Regions from separate parts of the Mus musculus genome. Here region 2 is linked to region 1. The links are chromatin contacts, called in public HiChIP or PLAC-seq maps. All regions are on one chromosome and are shown on one strand. Each heading gives the region's core, a stretch centred on a gene start, on an enhancer-like site or on the middle of the called end of the contact. The rest is flanking DNA. Distances are from core to core; before and after follow the strand shown.

What was found. HiChIP or PLAC-seq counts read pairs in DNA pulled down with a chosen protein or histone mark.
Region 2: a FOXA1 HiChIP or PLAC-seq map of pancreatic cancer cells shows a contact between it and region 1. The contact joins two enhancer-like sites. A contact is called at or near these places in 1 of 39 promoter capture datasets (cranial neural crest) and 1 of 115 datasets of contacts at active chromatin or transcription factors (pancreatic cancer cells).

Annotation. Positions count from the first base shown.
Region 1 is chr2:102,032,341-102,036,668 of GRCm38.p6, forward strand. The region is part of intron 4 of Ldlrad3 (low density lipoprotein receptor class A domain containing 3); the gene reads right to left. Among named protein-coding and RNA genes, the nearest start is that of Gm39888, 43 kb to the left of the region's middle. Within about 2 kb of position 2,036, at least 72 of the 459 cell types and tissues checked have an H3K27ac peak or open chromatin away from gene starts, as enhancers often do. A contact at or near this core is called in pancreatic cancer cells, where this site is marked.
Region 2 is chr2:102,506,400-102,510,564 of GRCm38.p6, forward strand. No RefSeq gene overlaps it. Among named protein-coding and RNA genes, the nearest start is that of Pamr1, 42 kb to the right of the region's middle. Within about 2 kb of position 2,057, at least 27 of the 459 cell types and tissues checked have an H3K27ac peak or open chromatin away from gene starts, as enhancers often do. A contact at or near this core is called in pancreatic cancer cells, where this site is marked.

The DNA of each region.
Region 1 (4,328 bases), core at 786-3,285:
ATGCAAACGATCACAGGTGCCTAGCATGGTCTAAGCACTCAGACTTTCGGTAGAGGGCAATGAGCAGTAACAGAGTGGTAGAGGGGGCTGGAGAGAAACCTCAGCTCCAACTCAGGCTTACAGAAAGGCCTTGCAGGCTTGTGGTGAGACCAAAACAGCTCACCAGAGCCCTGTAATGCCTTCTGGTCTCACCTGGCTCAGGCGCATCTGCTTCTTCCTTCCAAATGTCTTCTGGGCCACTCCTGACCTCCCAGTACCCTAGAGATGTAGGTCAGGATCGTACGCTGTATCTAGGACCAGCCCCCACCTGACCCAGGTGGGCACTACAGGCAGGCATCCCCACACTTCCTCTCTTCCAATGGGGGTTCCCTCACCTTGCTGTTCCCTCTACCTAGCAGCCGCTTCCCTCTTCACAGACTCCTGCCCACCTCCAGATTGAAACTGCAAACCTCTGCTTAGAGGACTCCACTCTTATCCTATTGTGCCCTACACTTTTCCTTACACGACTCACATGCTTGTGATTGCCATTTGCCGCCTGTCTCCATGCTCTGCAGTGAGCTAAATGAACATAGTACGTGGGCTTGCAGGAAGCCGAGCCATGGTTATCCTATCAACCAATGTGGGTGGAGGCTGGGAAAGGAAACATCTTTTGGCAGAAAGTGGTCCTAAAACAGTTCACCAAGCAAAGACCCAAAGGAGGCGAGAAGACTGTGGGGTGGGGCAAGGGTGGTACAAAAGTCCCTGCCACCACAAAGTACCTCCTTTCACAGCCTCCAACTGCCTCACTGTGACGGAAATATGGCAGAACTCTGTGCCTCAGCTGCTGTCCTGGCAAAGTGCCCAACCTCAGCTTACACCCACCTGCAGGGGGTGGCAGAGCTTATAGAACTTGGGATGGGAACTGAGAAAAGGGAATTATCTACAGGCTCTAAGCCCAGAAAGCCCCGTGGACCTGTGGCAAGCCTGGCTGGATGTAGGCTCATGTCCGCAGGATGGCTGGAGACCCTTCCTGGCTGGGTTGGCTCATGTCTGCAGCACGGTTGGGGACCCTTCCTGGCTCCTTGTTATTTTCATTCTGGCCTGAGACACAGGATGCTGGATGTGAAGATGAAGGCTGTATTGACAGGAAATTCCAGACCTCATACCTCTGGCCTTCTTAGAAGCAGCGAGACACCAGCTCCTGTTCATAGTAGCCTTAGCCACCACCCCTGCAAGTCAGACTCCCTGGCTTTGACATAGTCAAGAGGGACAGGCGAATAGAAGGCCTCCAGAATTGTACAGTGCACCTTTGAACTTAACCTCTCCCCCATGGTGACCAGGGCATCTGAAGACAGGGCTCCCTCCCCCATCCTTCCCTCTCTCTCCCTCCAAAGCAGACTGCTAGGTCTTATCACCTCTCCTGTGCGAAATCTCAAATCTGCCTGTTTTGCTCCACAGGACTTGGCATTTGCCCTCCGTGTCCTTCATTTGGTTATAAAAGTGGAGGCCCAGCATGGTCTCTCAGGGCCAACCTTGGCCTCTGCCTACTACTGCCCATCACACCTGAAGCTGCTCTTTGTGTAAGTCTGACCACACGTGTCTGCTATGTGTTGCTGCTGCTGCTCTTAGGATGTAATGATTTCTGTGACATCACAACCCCCCAGGCCCTAGCCGAGCATCTGTGCACGGTGACTTAGGAATCTGCATTTGTCAAGCACCTGGCACAGAGCAAGGCCGAGCAAGGCAGTGCTAACTGTGTAAGATGGACCAGTGTTCTCGGGGGAGGCAGAGGAGGCTGCACTTACAGGGCTGAGCCCTATGGGGTGGGTGTTGATACAAGTGCTGATTAACTGTTTGCCTAGATACTGTATCACAAACAAACAGGAAATTAATTCTCCATCTTTCAATTCCCTTTCTGAGTTTAATTGCAAGCCATATAATTGGTCTCAATTTCCTTTAAATAAAAAGCCTTCTGCTATCAATATGTAACAGCAAGGAACTCCAGCTCTCTGCTACCTCGGATACTTCTCCTTCCTCCAACACATGGGGAAACAGCTGGACACATTCTGATATATTTTTGAAGGGCACTAAAACACCCCACCCAGACCTTCGAGGTAGCAAAAGCAAGGCAAGTGTGTGCTTTAGACACCTGCAGGCAGATGTAAAATGTAAGCGTGACAGGCAAGTGCGTCCAAGCATGGGCTTTGGAATGAGCGTGAATGTGTGACAAGCTGTGTGATCTTGGGCAGGGTGTGACCCTTCTGAACCTAAGCACCCCAATGTGTAAAGAGAAGGCAAGTTATATGGACGGCTATGAGTCAGACAAGGCGCAAGTGGGCGACCTAATTAAGAAGCCAGCGTGGTGACTCAGATGTGGTTAGAAGTCGAGGCACCGTCACCAATTTATTATCTCAATGCTGCTGTTGCTACTGCTACTTCTGATGTGAGGCCATAGAGCACGTCCGAAGCCTAAGCATCTCCAGGCAAACGGGGACGTGGCCTGAGTTTATGGCATAATAAGGCATCTAAGGCATCTGGCCTTATGCTTTTTCTTTTCTTTCTTTTTTTTTTTTTTTTTTTTTTTGGTTTTTTGAAACAGGGTTTCTCTGTATAGCCCTGGCTGGCTGTCCTGAAACTCACTTTGTAGACCAAGCTGGTCTTGAACTCAGAAATCGGCCTGTCTCTGCCTCCCAAGTGCTGGGATTAAAGGCACGAGCCACCACCGCCTGGCCCTGGCCTTATTCTTGAATTCAAGATTGTTGTTAAGCTTTTTATTCTCATAATAACTGAGGCTAGTTCACTTTTCTCTTACATATGGGGAAACGAAGGCACAGAGAGAGATATGAAAGGAACTCTCCCAGGATTAGACAGCATGTACTGTATAAATCCAAACATATCAGTGCAAAATCTCCTCCTCCCAAGTGCTACTTTATTTTCTGTGATTTTCAGAATAAATTATTCACAGCTGACCGTCTTTCAAACCTCCGCTCAGCCATCCCAGATCCATAGGCAAGCTTGCAGTCTTGTTAATGTTTAATGAATACAAATAAATCATAAAATAAAGATATTCCTTAAGACCTATATATTTAGCTCCTAATGGCTGTTTGTGTCTTCTTTGTTCAGATCAGGATGAGAAACATTCAGGAATCTAGCCTTTACTCATTTTTGGGTTTTTCTGAGATAGGGTATCATGTAACCATGCCAACCTTGAACTCCCTATGTGGCCAAGAAAGACCTTGAACTTCTGACGCTCTTGCCTCCATCTCCTGGGTGCTGGCTTCACAGACGTGGGCCTGGTTTATGGCAGCTGCTGAACAAACTCAGGGCCATAAGCTATGCAAGCAGTCAGTCTATCAACTGAGCTACGTGTCCAGGCCCTGGCCTTTATTTTTAAATGCAAATCTTTCTTTCAAAACACAAAAGAACTCTGCTTGGTATTAAGGAATACAATCAGATATAAAAATTTTCAGCAGTCACCAACAGAGATAATCACTACCGACAGTCCAGTGTTTTTTTCCCTCTGGCTGGCCCCTTAAATTTCTGTTTGCAGAGGGAAGCTCCCAGGACACATTGTGTAAGCACTGGACCTAGCTGTGGAATGGTTACAAGTGTCCAAATTATCTCAACTATCCTATGTCCTTTATATGTGAGTCCTTTGTGGACTGTGACTACACAGAGTTCTTTCTTCTTTCCAGTAGAAATTTAAGAGGAAACGAAAGACAGAGACATGCCATAGATTACCTAGAACACTGGCCTTACAGAGACTAAAGCCCAAATGGCAACCTAGTGCCCACCCCAGCATCTTATCACTGCACCTGTGGATGAAAGCAAAGTTGGAAGTCTGGCTAGATAACCCGCGTGTCATACCTTGCTGTCTAAATTTGACACAGCCTGCAGCCAGCTTTTCTGGAGATCAGCATTCACCCCCTAACCCCTACATTCTTGTATTGGGACATTCTGGAAGAGTCTATGATGGTACTGGCTGACAGGGTCTTTCCCATAGCTTCTTGACTTTAATGAGAAATCTGCCTACTGTGACTACATTGGGTGGTCCCTCTGGGTTACAGGGCAGCTTTGTTCTATGTAGTTTCAGCCTTGATTTAGGAACAGGAAACAGGGTGAATAGAGCCAATGGAGCCCAAGAGCAGATCCATGCCTCTCAGGGATGACGTGTGAATGCTCCGGCTTGAGGCCAGCAGATGAACTGATGTGCGGAGCCTGGAGCAAAGGGGAAAGAATGAGGGCATCCTAAGGAATCCGTGAGGCTCTATAGAGCAGAGCGCTAGGTTCCACATGCTCCTGTATGTGAGTCTGAGGAGAGGCACTGTGCGTGTCCACAGGGATACACT
Region 2 (4,165 bases), core at 807-3,306, 470 kb after region 1:
TGCGTGAAGCTGGGCGTGGGTAACCAAGGTTCCCTTCTTCCTTGCACAATGGCATCCACTCCTTTTTCTTTATTTCCAGCAGTGAGGGAGTGTGTTGTCTACAGAGCACTTAAAAACAATAATAAAACAAATGGAAATTTGTTCTGCTTTTTATCATCCCTGTACACCTGCCTGAGATGCAATGCCAGAAACAAAATATTTGAAGGATTACAGAATACACACTGTAAAATAAAAGCTCTTCAGAGCTGAAGACATTTAATTCTTGAAAGCTTTCCTCTGCCTAGGAGCAGAGCCTTACCATAGAATTTGGCTGCCATAGGTCAAATTGGGAGCAAACTGGGAGTGCCAACTCCTGTCACTGGTGATGAAAGGTCAGAGCCACACCCAAACACTTGATAGACATTGTCAAAGATCTACTGTGTCTCCCATCTGTTCTTCTATGTGCTCATCTGTCATCTCCACCCAAGTCTTGTGCTTTTCCATCAAGAGTCCTTTCTCTCAGATCTCTGGTTAAAATGGCAGATGTCAAATTCCAATCACCACCTCCTTGAGTTGCATTTCATTGTGAACTTCAGTAACCATAATTAAGCGTGCCGTTTCTCTTGCTAACCTGGTGTCATTAGCTTAATTTATGCATTCTGTTATCTTGTATTCCTCATACTGGAGAGTAAACCCAGGGCTCTATACATGCCAGGTAGCACAGCACCTACTAAGCTATATCCCCAAGTAATTTACAGGCTTCTAAGTACTGAAGCTAAGAGGATAAAGACCCCCCACCCCAAACTCCTCACATGGAGAGTTTCAGGCATTCACTGTGCTCTAAAGAGACTTCCTGGGACCTACAGCAGTCACTTGAAGCTGTAAGGAGCTTCTCAGAGAAGTCTGATGTTTAAGAATACTGGATCCAGACTAGGAAGAGCATAGCTTTCCTATGCTTCTGGAAAGATCTTTGAATCTTTCTTTCCCCTAGACAGGGTTTCTCTGTGCAGCGCTGGCTGTCCTGAAACTTGCTGGGAGTAAAGGCATGTGCCACCAGGACCTATCAAGGTCTTTGAATCTTAAAGGACACTGATTGATTAGTGATATCTACCAAACACAATAGGATGAGGGGTGGAATTAGGATGTCGGTAGGTGTTTACCAAAGCCGCATGTAGCTGTCCTCCTATAACTCTTTAAAGTATCAATAGTGTTTTTCTTCATGCTTTCTTTCTCTTCTGAGCCCTCCCTCTTGGTAATTTTTAGCAAACCATTCCTCTTGAGTCACATATCTTCTTTGAGTTCAAGAACAGATGCTGAAGAACCAAGAGTCTCTGTCAGCATCTGCCCAGTGGGCTTTGCCTCTTGGCTTATCTTGTTTTTCCATTCTTTTTCTTCAGAGTTCTGGAAAAAAGCTTGAGGGTGATTCATTTGCCCTGTGCTCCAACTTGAAAACAAAAGAATCTCTAGCATGAGCAATAAAAGAAGATTGTTGGCACGTGATGTTATTACATTCCTTTTCGTTCTCATTCACAGCCGTCCTTTTGAAGCACTTTCTAGCGCTGAATCCCCATGCTGCTTGGCATTTGGGGGAACAAGAATAGGACAGACAGAATGCCTGGTCTTTGAGAAGTCAACCAGGAGCACTAGATTTCATCAGGCAACTAGGAGTGTTAAGTGCTATGATGGGGTGCGAAGAGAGTGTAAAGAGGGAAGAGGCACAATTGTCTGCAGGGGATGATGGAGAGTTTTCTGAAGTGTTAATCCTGTCTTTGCCCCTGTGGGTTTGTTAACTTAATAAACTTATAATTACAGAGAATGTTCTATGTGCCAAGTTCTGATCCAGACATGTGTGCTGCAGGGGTGAACTAAACAAAGATCCCTGCTCTCAGGGAGTGTGCATGGTAATAGAGGGACCAGATGGGAAATACTGAGGCAGCAGGCAAGGATCACCACGTCAGATTTATTAGCTGGTAAACTGGGGTGGGGGAATGTGGTTTGGCTGGTGCTGTGATGGCTTCTCCCTTCTCTTTCTACCATCTGCAGGCAAGGTGGACACTCCTTGTTCCATCCTGCTCAGGCCAGTTAGAAAGCAGGTCCTGGGCCCTGACTCATGTGTGCTTTCCCCCTAACTTCAGTGTATGTAAACCACTCCCAATGAAGGGAAGAGTGTAGGAACTGTACTGGGTCAAGATGCAAAGAGTGGTTCTGTCTCAGAGCCAGGAGCAGGCGTGTGAGGCTCTACTTCATTTAGATCAGGAAAGAGTTCAGAGAGTTAGGTGAGGAACTGTCCTCTGGACAAAGAGAGCGAGACTGGGTTTCAGACCAAGGAGAAGTAGGCATCAAAGCATAGATTATGCATAGAAAGCCCTGGTAGTGTTAACATTTTACCTCCTTAAAGGACAAGATTACAGTTTAGTTTACAGATCTTAATTGATTTATTTATCTATTTTTAATTCTGGAGCTGGGCATCCATTTCATTCCATGGAGTAGAGTATGTGTTCTTGTAGGCTTAGATTTTTCAATCCTATTTTTAATATGGGTTCTTAAATGCTTTAACCTCCCTTCTAGCCCATCACCCACCAGAGGTAATGGAAAAGAAAGGTTATTAGGATATGGGGGAAATGGACCTGTTTAGAAATTGTTCTTTGGAGCAAATCCTATCTGCATTGTCAGGAAATCAGCAGTTCAGTTCACAGGAATCAGCAGCAGCAGCTTGATCCACTCTCAAGTACTTCATGAATGAACAGTTTAGTTCAGTAGTGTCAGAATAGCAAACATGCATCAGCACCTAGCAGAAACAGCCAAGCCTCAGCCTAATCACCATGAGTCGGCGATCAGGAGAAGTTCTCTTCTGTGCCTTTCTGTGTAGATCAGCCAAGATGCAGAACCAAGAAGAGTGGCAAAGCTAGCTATACAAGCCTCTGTCACTGTCCATTGAATCCTAATTATATTCCCTCCAAACATCATGTGTCCTCCCAGGTCTTACCTCACCATGTGTCTAGGCTCAGCAAGCGAGTCTGTCTTCGCAAAACTTCACATGCGTCTGTATCAGTTGACATCACTCTGCCAAGCAGCCTGAGCGTAAGAAAGCGGCAAGAAGCTGCCTTACTAGTTCTTTGGGGAGTTTCTCTCTGTGGAGTCACAGCAAACAGACCTCAGCTAGGCAATGTAAGGTGAACCAATACATGTGTGTTGTTAGCGAAGACTCCTTTATCGCATGTTCTTTCTTGTGTTTGCTTTAGCAAACATCCTTTCATCTGTCTGTGTCCACTTCAGGAAAACACTCCTTCACATGTATGCCCCAGCAAAACACCCTCTGATACAAGTGACTTGCCAAAGAACCCGTAAGTTTCCATTTCATGTTCCAGTGAGCTGACCAGAGGAAGCAGGTTTTATAGGGACTCTTGAAAGAGCAAAATACAGAGGATGACTGGTCATTTTGGAGTCATTTTTCTTGTGAGCTGGAGACAAGGAGATGAGAGCAGAAAGGCAGCTGGCAGGTGAATATCACATTGCCCTTTTAGCGTCAAGATTAGGGCAGAAGAAATGTCATTATCGTGCCATTTGAACTGGCTTGATTTAAGAATTCTGTTTCTCTCCCAGTCTCTTGAAGGTCAGACAGATGACTTTCAGTTTTGTGATATGGAAGTTTGGCATGAATGGTAAGGTACCATTTGACATTCCTTTTTTTTCCTTAATAAAGATTTTACTTATTTATTTATTTTAATTATGTATTTCTGTGTGGGTTTATGCAAGTAAGTGCAGTGCCTTCAGAGATCAAAGGAGGGCATGAGAGACCCTAGAGCTGGAGTTGGAAGTGCGTGTGAGCCTCCTAACCTGCATATTAGGAAAGGAACTCTGATCTGCAAGACCTTTAACCTTTGACCACCTATCCAGCTTTTTGATTTTTAATGTAGTGTTTTGGGTCCCAGTACAAGATCATAGTTCAAAGTAATGACGTGTGATGCTTAGAAAACTATCTTGGACATTTCTTGTTTTCTGCCTCATGGCCTCTCAACTGCCATTTTTTTAGCATCCCATCTCCCATAAGAATCCATACCTATACCCACTACAACTCTCCCACATTCTGCCATAGGACTATCCAACATGGATAGTCTTCAGGAACCCATAGACAGTTTTGTGTGCATGCACTGGAAGTGTGGTTGCCCATGGGGAAAACAGAGCC